3 separate regions of the Sus scrofa genome follow, and regions 1 and 2 are each linked to region 3. The links are chromatin contacts, called in public Hi-C and HiChIP or PLAC-seq maps. All regions are on one chromosome and are shown on one strand. Each heading gives the region's core, a stretch centred on a gene start, on an enhancer-like site or on the middle of the called end of the contact. The rest is flanking DNA. Distances are from core to core; before and after follow the strand shown. Region 1 holds the start of KLHL38 (kelch-like protein 38). Region 2 has its middle 19 kb from the start of KLHL38. Region 3 holds the start of FBXO32 (F-box protein 32).

The links. A called contact is a pair of places that touch in the nucleus more often than the background predicts. HiChIP or PLAC-seq counts read pairs in DNA pulled down with a chosen protein or histone mark.
Region 1: an H3K27ac HiChIP or PLAC-seq map of skeletal muscle shows a contact between it and region 3. The contact joins the promoter of KLHL38 here to the promoter of FBXO32 in region 3. A contact is called at or near these places in 8 of 47 Hi-C or Micro-C datasets (embryonic fibroblasts, fetal heart ventricle, fetal skeletal muscle and 4 more) and 1 of 2 datasets of contacts at active chromatin or transcription factors (skeletal muscle).
Region 2: a contact with region 3 is called in a Hi-C map of embryonic fibroblasts, with 4 times the contacts expected there. The contact joins the enhancer-like site here to the promoter of FBXO32 in region 3. A contact is called at or near these places in 1 of 5 promoter capture datasets (fetal liver), 4 of 47 Hi-C or Micro-C datasets (embryonic fibroblasts, fetal skeletal muscle, retroperitoneal adipose tissue and 1 more) and 1 of 2 datasets of contacts at active chromatin or transcription factors (skeletal muscle).

The regions. Positions count from the first base shown.
Region 1 is chr4:15,791,657-15,794,663 of Sscrofa11.1, forward strand. It overlaps KLHL38 (kelch-like protein 38), which reads left to right and starts at 1,341. Exons shown (of 4, transcript XM_021088954.1): 1 at 1,341-1,589; 2 at 2,058-3,007. The coding sequence starts at 2,295.
Region 2 is chr4:15,772,270-15,775,413 of Sscrofa11.1, forward strand. No RefSeq gene overlaps it. Among named protein-coding and RNA genes, the nearest start is that of KLHL38, 19 kb to the right of the region's middle. Within about 2 kb of position 1,697, at least 9 of the 83 cell types and tissues checked have an H3K27ac peak or open chromatin away from gene starts, as enhancers often do. A contact at or near this core is called in embryonic fibroblasts, where this site is marked.
Region 3 is chr4:15,894,345-15,897,380 of Sscrofa11.1, forward strand. FBXO32 (F-box protein 32) reads left to right here and starts at 1,531. Exons shown (of 9, transcript NM_001044588.1): 1 at 1,531-1,682. The coding sequence starts at 1,567.

The DNA of each region.
Region 1 (3,007 bases), core at 91-2,590, 100 kb before region 3:
CTGGCAGGTTCTGATCTGCCTCCTCAGGGTGACTCTGGCGGAGACAGGGTGAATGTACTGGAAGAGAGAGGGGGACAATCAGCACAGGAGGCTGCTGCAAACGTCCAAGCAAGACTTGAGAAGGAGAGGAAGCTGGGCTTCCCTGCCATTCGCTGCGGCTGCGCTCAATCAGGACCTCGTGGGGGCAGGGGCGGGACAGACCCGGGTCCCTTTAACTCATCTTTGCTGGTTCTATAGCCCTCCACCCGGGTTCTAATTCTCCCAGCTGGAGGCTGCTTCCTACCCCATCATCCTTGTTCCCCTGTTCTCCCACCTCCTCCTCTTCCCTCGCCCTTCCCCCTCCTCTTTATTCCATCTCCCCTCCCCTCTCTCTCCCTCTCTCTCTCCCCCCACTGTCTCACCCCTCCCCCGTCTCCTCCTGGGGCAATATACCTGTCTTCTTCCTCTAGCTCAAGCCTCCCTGATGGGGAAAAAAAAAAAAAGAAAAATGGAAAAATAGAGCAGAAAAGCAAGCTTGAACTCCAAAAATCTAACTGCAGAGCAGTCAGCAGCAGTCTGTGAGAAGCAAGTCTGACCTGCAGGAGAACTGCCCTTCTGCCACTTTAAACCAGAAGCCCCTGTGACAAGGAAGAACAAGACAGGTTTGGTCTTTCCCAAGTCTGGAAAGTCTGAGGTGCTCCGCCCATGTTAAAAACAATTTTCGGAGTTCCTGTTGTGGCTCAGCGGTTAAAGAACCTGGCTAGTATCCAGGGGGACCCGGGTTCCATCCCTGGCCTTGCTCAGTGGGTGAAGGATCCGGCGTTGCCACAAGCTGTGGTGTAGGTCACAGATGAGGCTTGGATCCCGCGTGGCTGTGGCTGTGGCTGTGGTGTAGGCCAGGAGCTACAGCTCTGATTTGACCCCTAGCCTGGGAACCTCCATATGCCACAGGTGCAACCCTAAAAAAAGGCAAAAACAAAAAATTTATTTTCCTCATAGATACCATGACCCTGGGGCCTCTCCAGTGATTCTGCCAGCAGACATAGGAAATAGAGACCCATAGACACCACGCTTGGGCCCATGTTCTGGCGTCCCTGTGACCATCCGCCACCTTCTCCCTGCCCAGAACTATCTTCAGCCACTCTCCCCAGGTCACAACAACCTGTTTACAGACATCTAGAATTCCGGGCTCTTTTAGGACAAGGGACGAGGGATGGGTCCAAGTGGGCAGCAAAGTCTTCTCTAAGAGAAGCCGTCCCTCCAGATCTATTTCTGCCAATGTAAACACTTGCCAAGGAAACAGGGCATGTGGGCATGCGCCGGCCCCGCAGGCCCTTGGGTTGCTGCAAAAGGCAACTGGCAAGTCACATGTCATAACAGTGGAAAGTACATATGCAACTATTCTTAGCCCTGGAATGTATACACTGTCTCCCTGCCCAGCCGTTCTTGCACAAAGCTCTAGAAAACTGTGAAAGTGCCTTCAACATAAACAAACCCGGAATTCTCCCAGGACAAATCCTTTGCCAGCTGAAGGAAAGGCCTGGCTTTACGGTTTCATTTGGAGCCAGAGGTGGACACTCTCCGGAGGGACCAGCCGGACCAGGCATCAGGTGGGTGTCTCCTCACACAACAAGGTAAATAATTCTAATGTTTCATTCTTCTGCAGGTAGATGGCCAGATGTCATCCAATAAATCCCGTCCAGGGCATTGTTTGGTCTGTGCTTTCTACGTATCTCATTTTAAAAACAAACCCCAAAAGATTCTGTGAAGTCATGTTAAAAAAAAAATCGCAAAGGTCCACTTTCATCCCCCGTTTGTTTGGTTGCCAGAGGGCCACGCCCCCACAGTGACATCCTTAGGGAAGGACTAACGCCCAGCAAGATGTTCAGATGAGTTTACCAAATAAGAGATGTGCTGAGAACCAATCTGGGGAAAAGTGCGCAGACTTTGCTGATCAAATGCACAGACTGTCACCTTGCTTCAGGCTAACATTTCAGCCCGTGACCCCTGGCCATCTTCAGCTTTGCCCGATTTATCCAACCGTCTTCTTCTTTCGGTTTTTCCTGTGTGTTTCTCAGATTATCCGCAGATACTGTTTGCCTGTTACCTTTGAGAGTGCTCCTAACCAAAGAGAGAGGTGTCTGCTGTGAGGCCCAGGCTGCAGGGGGTCTCCCTTTCCAGTGTCGCTAGGCGACAATCGTGGCGATACCCACAGCATCCTGGTGAAGGGACGTAGCGGCCCTAAGTCTTGGGGCCACCACCGCTAAACCCTCCAGCACGTGCTCCCTCTGGGGACTTCTCCCCGTCTTTGTAGGATGGACGAGGAGTTGCCGGATGGGCTGCTCTTCAAAGACCAGGACTTCTCCTCTGACTTGTTGCGGCAGCTCAACCGCCTGAGGCAAAGCAGGATCCTGACTGATGTGAGCATCTGCACGGGGCCCTGGGAGGCCCCCTGCCACCGCACCGTGCTGGCCTCCAGCAGCCCCTACTTCAGGGCCATGTTCTGCAGCAACTTCCGCGAGAGCCGGGAGGCCAAAGTCCAGCTGAAAGGCATCGACTCTGCCACCCTGGAGCGCATCATCTTGTACGTGTACACGGGCGAGGCGCGCATCACAGCGGAAACCGTCCTGCCCTTGATGGAGGCGGCCTCCATGCTGCAGTACCCCAAGCTGCTTGAGGCCTGCTCCTCCTACCTCCAGAGCCAGCTGACCCCCGGCAACTGCCTGGGCATGGTCAGACTCTCTGAGGTCTTCAGTTGCGAGCCCCTCAGGAGGAAAGCCCGGGAGGTGGCCTTGACACACTTCCCAGAGGTGGCCGCGTCGGCTGATCTGAAGGAGCTCTGTGCCTTGGAATTGCGAGACTATCTGGGGGACGACGGGCTCTGTGGGGAGGAGGAGAAGGTGTTTGAGGCCCTCATGGTCTGGATCAAGCATGACCTCCAGGCCCGGAAGCGACACGTGCAGGAGCTGTTCAGGCAGGTCAGGCTTCAGTACGTCCACCCGGCCTTCTTCCACCACTTCATCGCCAA
Region 2 (3,144 bases), core at 447-2,946, 120 kb before region 3:
CCATTGAAAATGATACACTTGTCACAACTTATGAGCTAATATTGATACATTATAATTGAGCAAAGCCTATACATTATTGCATTTCCTTAGTTATTATCTAATGTCAATTTTCTGTTCCAGGTTCCAATGAGACGATCAGATTACACTTAGATGTTATGTCTCTTTAGGCTCCTCTAGACTCAGACTTTCCTTGTTTCTGTTGACCTTGACAGTGTTGAGAATAGGACAGGTATTTTACAGAATGTCCTTCAGTTTGGTTTTGTCTGATACTTTTCTCACTGTTATGCTGGGGTTATAGGTTTGGGGGAGGAAGCTCACAGAGGTAAAGTGCCAGGCGCATCACAGCGTATCCAGGGTCCACACCATCAAGGTGACTTATCACTGTTGACACTGACATCAATCTTCTGGCTCAGGGAGTGACTTGCAAGGTTCTCCATGGCACGCCGCACTCTTTAAAAGGAAGGCACTGTGCACAGCCCACACTTATGGGGCAGAGAGTTATGTTCCACTCCTGAAAGGGGGAGTATCTACATTATTTGGGACTCTTCTGTTCAGGTTTGTCTATTCTCCCCAATGTATTTATTTATTCAGTAATTCATTTACATCCATATAGACTTAGGAATATTTATTTTGTACTCTGGGTTATAACCCAGTACTATACTATTCATTTTATTGCTCAGATTGTTCCAGCTTTGTCCGCTGGGAGCTCTTTCAGTTGGTTCCTGAGTCCCTTTGTCATACCCCGTCATTTTGCTTCTTGAGTAATTCTTTTATTTCTGTCACTGTAAGATGCTGCAGGCTTATTTTGTATATCCCCTTCCCTAGCCCTAAATCTACCATTTCTCCAAGAAGCCCTGGTCCTTTTATGGGAATGATTTTAGAAACCCAAATCTGGGCACTAAGTGTGCTCGTGGCTGTCGGGGTGTCATTGCTTTTAGGCCTACTCAGTGGACTGAGCTAGGAAATAAGTGTGTAGACTATCTCAGGTATACGCACACATCTATATTGATACATATATGCAGATAAATGGTATAGCTATATGGGGTAGATGTACACACAGACATAGATCCATCTGTCTCTATATTAAGTTAGATATGAGTTCACACAATGCCTTCAGCTTTTATTCAGTACCACATGGCTCATGCTGGAAGGAGGATTTTTGACATCTTGAAAATATGATGAGGAGACAGGATTGTCGGAGGGAAGCTCCTGGAAAAAGGAGCCATGGGAAGAAGCAAAGCAAACCGCACAGTACCCTGCATGTGCCACTGATTGACTGTATTTCCATTTTGTGCCCAGTTCTGGAGAGAAAGGGTGGATCATGGTTGAGTGGTCCTCAGACCTCCACGACCAGGTCCCCAAGGAATTGTTCTCAGGTTCTGCAGAGAATGCTCCATGGCTCCTCTGTGACTAAAGCAGAAATAATGAAGCCTTCTGTTCCTATGGTAACCAAGGTTCAATGAGTTCAAATGTGTTCGGCTCACACCAATACTGTGCAAAGGAAAGGGAAAGACTACCTTCAGCATCAGAATCAAGACAGTGGGGTTTTGAGTCAGTCTCTCCCTGTAAATGATTTTTGGTCCCCAATAAGTATAACTTCAGGATTTCTTAGAACAAAGCTGTCTCAGGACAAAAGAAGCCTGAAGCATTTTTAGACTCTGGGCTGGGGTGGGGGACGGGGGAGAGTTGGTTTTGAATCATTCCTCACTGTGAGTAATGTGGACCAGGATAATATGACTCACAAACCAAAATGGACACACTAATTGGCTGAACTCTGAACCCAACCCAAGTATTAATTTTTCAAAACTGCACTGAAAACAAAATCAAAGTTGTTGTTTTTAAAATCCTACTGAACCAGTTCAAATTAGAACCAGTCTTTGGAAATGGTAGAACCAGAAGGAAAATAAAGTAGAAAAGCAAAAGCCTTGCTGCACAAGTATTTCATTCACTTCAAGCGTCTGGCACATACAGATAGGCACCGTGTATGTATTTCTATCAGTAGGAGCTCTTTTAACTGAATCCACTAGAACTTATTTGCCAGACTAAGTAACATGCCCCATCCTCTCTGGGGAGTCTGTGGGTAGAGGTCCTGGATGCTCTGAAGGCTGGTGGCTGGTGGGGCACTGGTAGGAAGCCCTCCCTTTCGATGGATCATGCATTTTGCAAGAATGCATTGTATTTGTTCCCTAACCTGTCTATACCTATTGTGCCCACTATTGTAATTATAAAGTCTAATTCAATGTTAATTAAGATGATCAAGTATAAGTGCAAAAAGAAAGACTTCTTGTTTCTATGAAAGCTACAGTCGATGCTTCGGAAAGAAGAACTAAAGGTGTCTTGTATTTAAAATAGAATAAACAACGACACTGATGCCCATCAGTGGCTCACTTGCAAAGAAAAAATTTTCAGGAAATCAATGCACATTTGAATCTTGATATGAAAAATAAAATTAAGTTATGTATGTTTTACTGAAATGATTCTCTGCTTTTGGCTTAAATAAAACGGCCAGTTTATTTTGGCTTAAATAAAATGGCCAGTGTGGCAGATAAGAGGGTTTCCACTGTGCACACATTTTTCTTCCTTCTCAAAGACTAATTTGCCTGTGATGATCACAGGCTTTTCTCTTGGTCAGAGACTTCCAAGGCACATCTCCTGATACCTGAGTCCCTGCACAGTGATTAAGAGCAGGGAGGGGCGGAGGAGAGAGAAGGACCAGGGAGAGACTCCCAGCAGCTCCATTCACAGGCTGTGCTGCTTTGGGAAGCCGCCTTGCTCTCCTGAGACTCAGTTTCCTCCTCTCTAAAATGCAGGTGAAAATGGTTCAGAAGCTCCCCTGCTTAAGGACCAGAAGCAAGAGAACCTTCAGAGATGAGGATACCTCCAGGACAAACAAGAGCTGTCTCCCCTGGTCACCTATTCATGTCATTTTGAGTTTACCAGAAATGACAGTAACAACCACATTCATGCATAAGCACAGGAGTCATACCCACCTAAAGGATCCTGGTGAGGATTCAGTAAGACAAAGTATCAGAAGGCCTTAGCACAGAGATGGACCCAGGCCAAGAGCTCCCTGGACACAGGATCAATTTCTGTCTAGCCAAGTCCCCCCATCCTCAGTGCTGGATGGCTGCCGTTCCTGAAACA
Region 3 (3,036 bases), core at 281-2,780:
CAAGTGGTCCAGCTCATGGAGTTTACCTTCTGCAGAGACGGGTAGATTGTTACCAAAAAGCAAACAGGGTAATTTCAGATTGTACTACGGGTGGTGAAGAAACTAGCCCTGTGACTCTAGGTAAGTCACTGGCTTAATCCTTCTCAGGGACTCTCAGTGCCCTCATCTGGAACATGGGACAGCTGCCACACTGGTCCTCCTGAGGCTTAGGTTAATAAGCTGAGGTCTATGAGGGCTTCAGACCCTGGGGCATCGCCTCCTCACTGTGGGCTTTTACAGTGTTTCGTTTAGTCCCCATCAGTCAGGCAGAGGGGCTTTCTAGGCCCTTCTCCCTAAACGGTCACCAAAACCAAAACAAAACTCCTGACCTATTTCCGGAGAAGGGCTTAAGAGCCCAGAGGACGCAGAACAGAAAAGGGTAGAGCGGTTCTTTGTAACAGAAGTCCAGTCCCCTAAGCCCTAGGCAGATAACCGGGCAGTCAGCGGGGCTGACACACCCCTAACCTGCTCCCTGACGTTATGGTGCCTACTCAGGCCCCGCAGATGCCAGTGCTGCTGGCTTAGGGTGTCCAGAGTGGGGTGGGGGACTGTCCCTGCTCTCCACTTCCACCGCTGGGACCAGCTGCCACCGAGCTTCCATCTTCTTCCTTCGCCACCCGGGAGACAGGCCTGCCTGACAGCAGACTCTGTAACAGTTCTGGGGCAGGGTGAGGTGGACGACTGTCCCGCCGCCCCACCCCCGCCTGGCGGTGTCCCCTCCTCCACCGGAGAGCGGGTTCTAGGTAGTGAGAGAGGCCAGGAGGCTGCGCCCCCGACCCCCTGCCGGGCTCCGGGCTCCGGGGGGCCGTGTCAGGCCCCCGCTTTGGCGGGGCTTGTCTGGACCCAGGGCTCGATTGTGACAGCTCAGGGTTGGGAGGAGAGCGGTCCCTTTTCCCCACCCCCGCGCCGAAGCGATCCACAAGCCAGTCGAGCCTCCTCCTCCCTGCACCTCGCCAGGCCAAGAGCTGCAGAAGGACGGTGTGCAGTTTCCCGAGCGCCCGGCCTCGCTCTCCCAGCTGCAGCAGCTGCCCTGGCGGGGGGGAGAAGGAGCGCGAGGGGCCAGGGGTGGAGGGGCAGTGGGCGCCCCGATCCGCAGCGCGGCTTCAAGTTTCCACCAGCGAGCGGTTGTGCAACAGCCAGAGGAGCAAGAGCCGCGGGCGCCTCGGAAAACAAGCCGAGCCCATAAACAAAGCCACGTGGCCTCCAGGCTGGGGGGGCCGGGCTAAGAGCAGGCGGCTCTTCCGGCAACAAAGAGCCGGGGCCAGCGGCCCGGGATAAATACAGCGGCCGGGACCTCAGCGCAGCACTCCAGCGAGCCCCGCGCGCCCGGCGACCCTCCACAGCACCCTTCGCGAGCGCAGGGACCCCGCTCCGCACCCCAGATCCCGCAGCCCTCCACACAGGTTCCCTGAAGCCGCTCCCTCACCGGCCCCAGCACCCCCGTCCGAGCATCCGCCCAGGGCGGCGCGTCCCCGAGGCCGCCCGGCCGGTCCTGTCCATCAGTCCGTCGCGTCCGTTTGCAGTGCCATGCCATTCCTCGGGCAGGACTGGCGGTCCCCCGGGCAGAGCTGGGTGAAGACAGCCGATGGCTGGAAGCGCTTCCTGGATGAGAAGAGTGGCAGCTTCGTGAGCGACCTCAGCAGGTGAGGGGATCGCCACCAACTTCAGCTACGCAAACACTCGGGCTGGTCTCCGGGAGTGGGTCGGTGAATGGGACGCAGGCAGAGCTGGAACAGGGTGAGAAGGGAGCCCCTGACTAGAAGGATGAGAGTGAATTGCCTGGGTTTCTGTAGAGGTCACCAGAGCACGGGATTCAGGGTATTTGGTTTCTTATTATTGTTCAAGGTCAGCGTCCCAAAGTGGGCATGACTCCTTCCAGAACCCCAGGTCCCTCTGAGAGTGTGACGATAAATGAGGCTCTTCTCCACAAACGCTCACAACTTCAGGGGTCCCCTGCCTTAAAAGACCCGTTGTCGTTCGCTTTGCGTGTGTGGGCGCCGGCGGTGAGCGGGCTGCGTGCCCTTCACCCTGGGGTGGCGCGGGACTCCCAGCACAAGTCTGGAGACGGGATTGGACACGGGGCCCGCCCAGAGCACCTCCAGGCTCTTCCCACGCAAAGGCGACCACAGAGTGGGCAGAGAGGATGAGTAACCAGGAAGGGGCGGCCAGATGGTCCCTGGGGCACCAGCGCTTTGCGGGCGGACTTTCGGAGCGATGGTAAAGACTCGAGGAGGCAGAGCTGCGGAGGAGGAAAGGGAGGCGGGGTATGAAACCCACACGAGCTCTCTGCTTCTGAGAGGACGAAGTCTTTGCACCTGTTTCCTCAGTGGCCCTTTTTGTCAGTTTTCTTTATATAGTGAGGGCACCCCCATTTCAAGGTATGCTTATCACCTGCAGAAAGCCCACCTGGAGCAGGTGAGCCTCTGGACTCAAGTCCCACCTGCCCTCTGTCAGTCGGGTGGAAAATCCAAAGTCCCCGGAGCCTGATGCTCTGCTTGGTTAATAACACAGAAGCCCTGATTAATGAGTTGGGTGCTCTGGAATCTGTCAGTCCAGGCCTCCAAGCTGCGCTTCCCAGTAGCTGCCATTTGATTCCCATGAGGAGGGCAATGGAAATGGGTCTAGAGGGGATCAGTGGCCTTGGGTGCCTTTTCCTAGGGCTTTTGGTTAAAACCACTGCTCCCCACCCTCAGCCCTTAAATTGACTTCAATGGAGAGAGTTCCCTAAGTGGGCCAGCTTCCCACTGAGAATGACCAGTGGTTGTTTGGCTGAGCCCTTGGCACTCAATTTTACCAAAACTATCAAGGAAAATATCACTATTTCCATGTACTGACCTTCAGAGTCTATCACCTATTTATGATTCATAAAGCATCACCTTTTGTCTTCCAAAGGGGGGGGGAAAGTATTTAATCTTGGGGGTCTGCCAGGAGGGACAAGAGCACATTGACCTTTATGGTAAAGGCACTTTGACCAAGTCCCTGAGGAGTCTGGGGAGC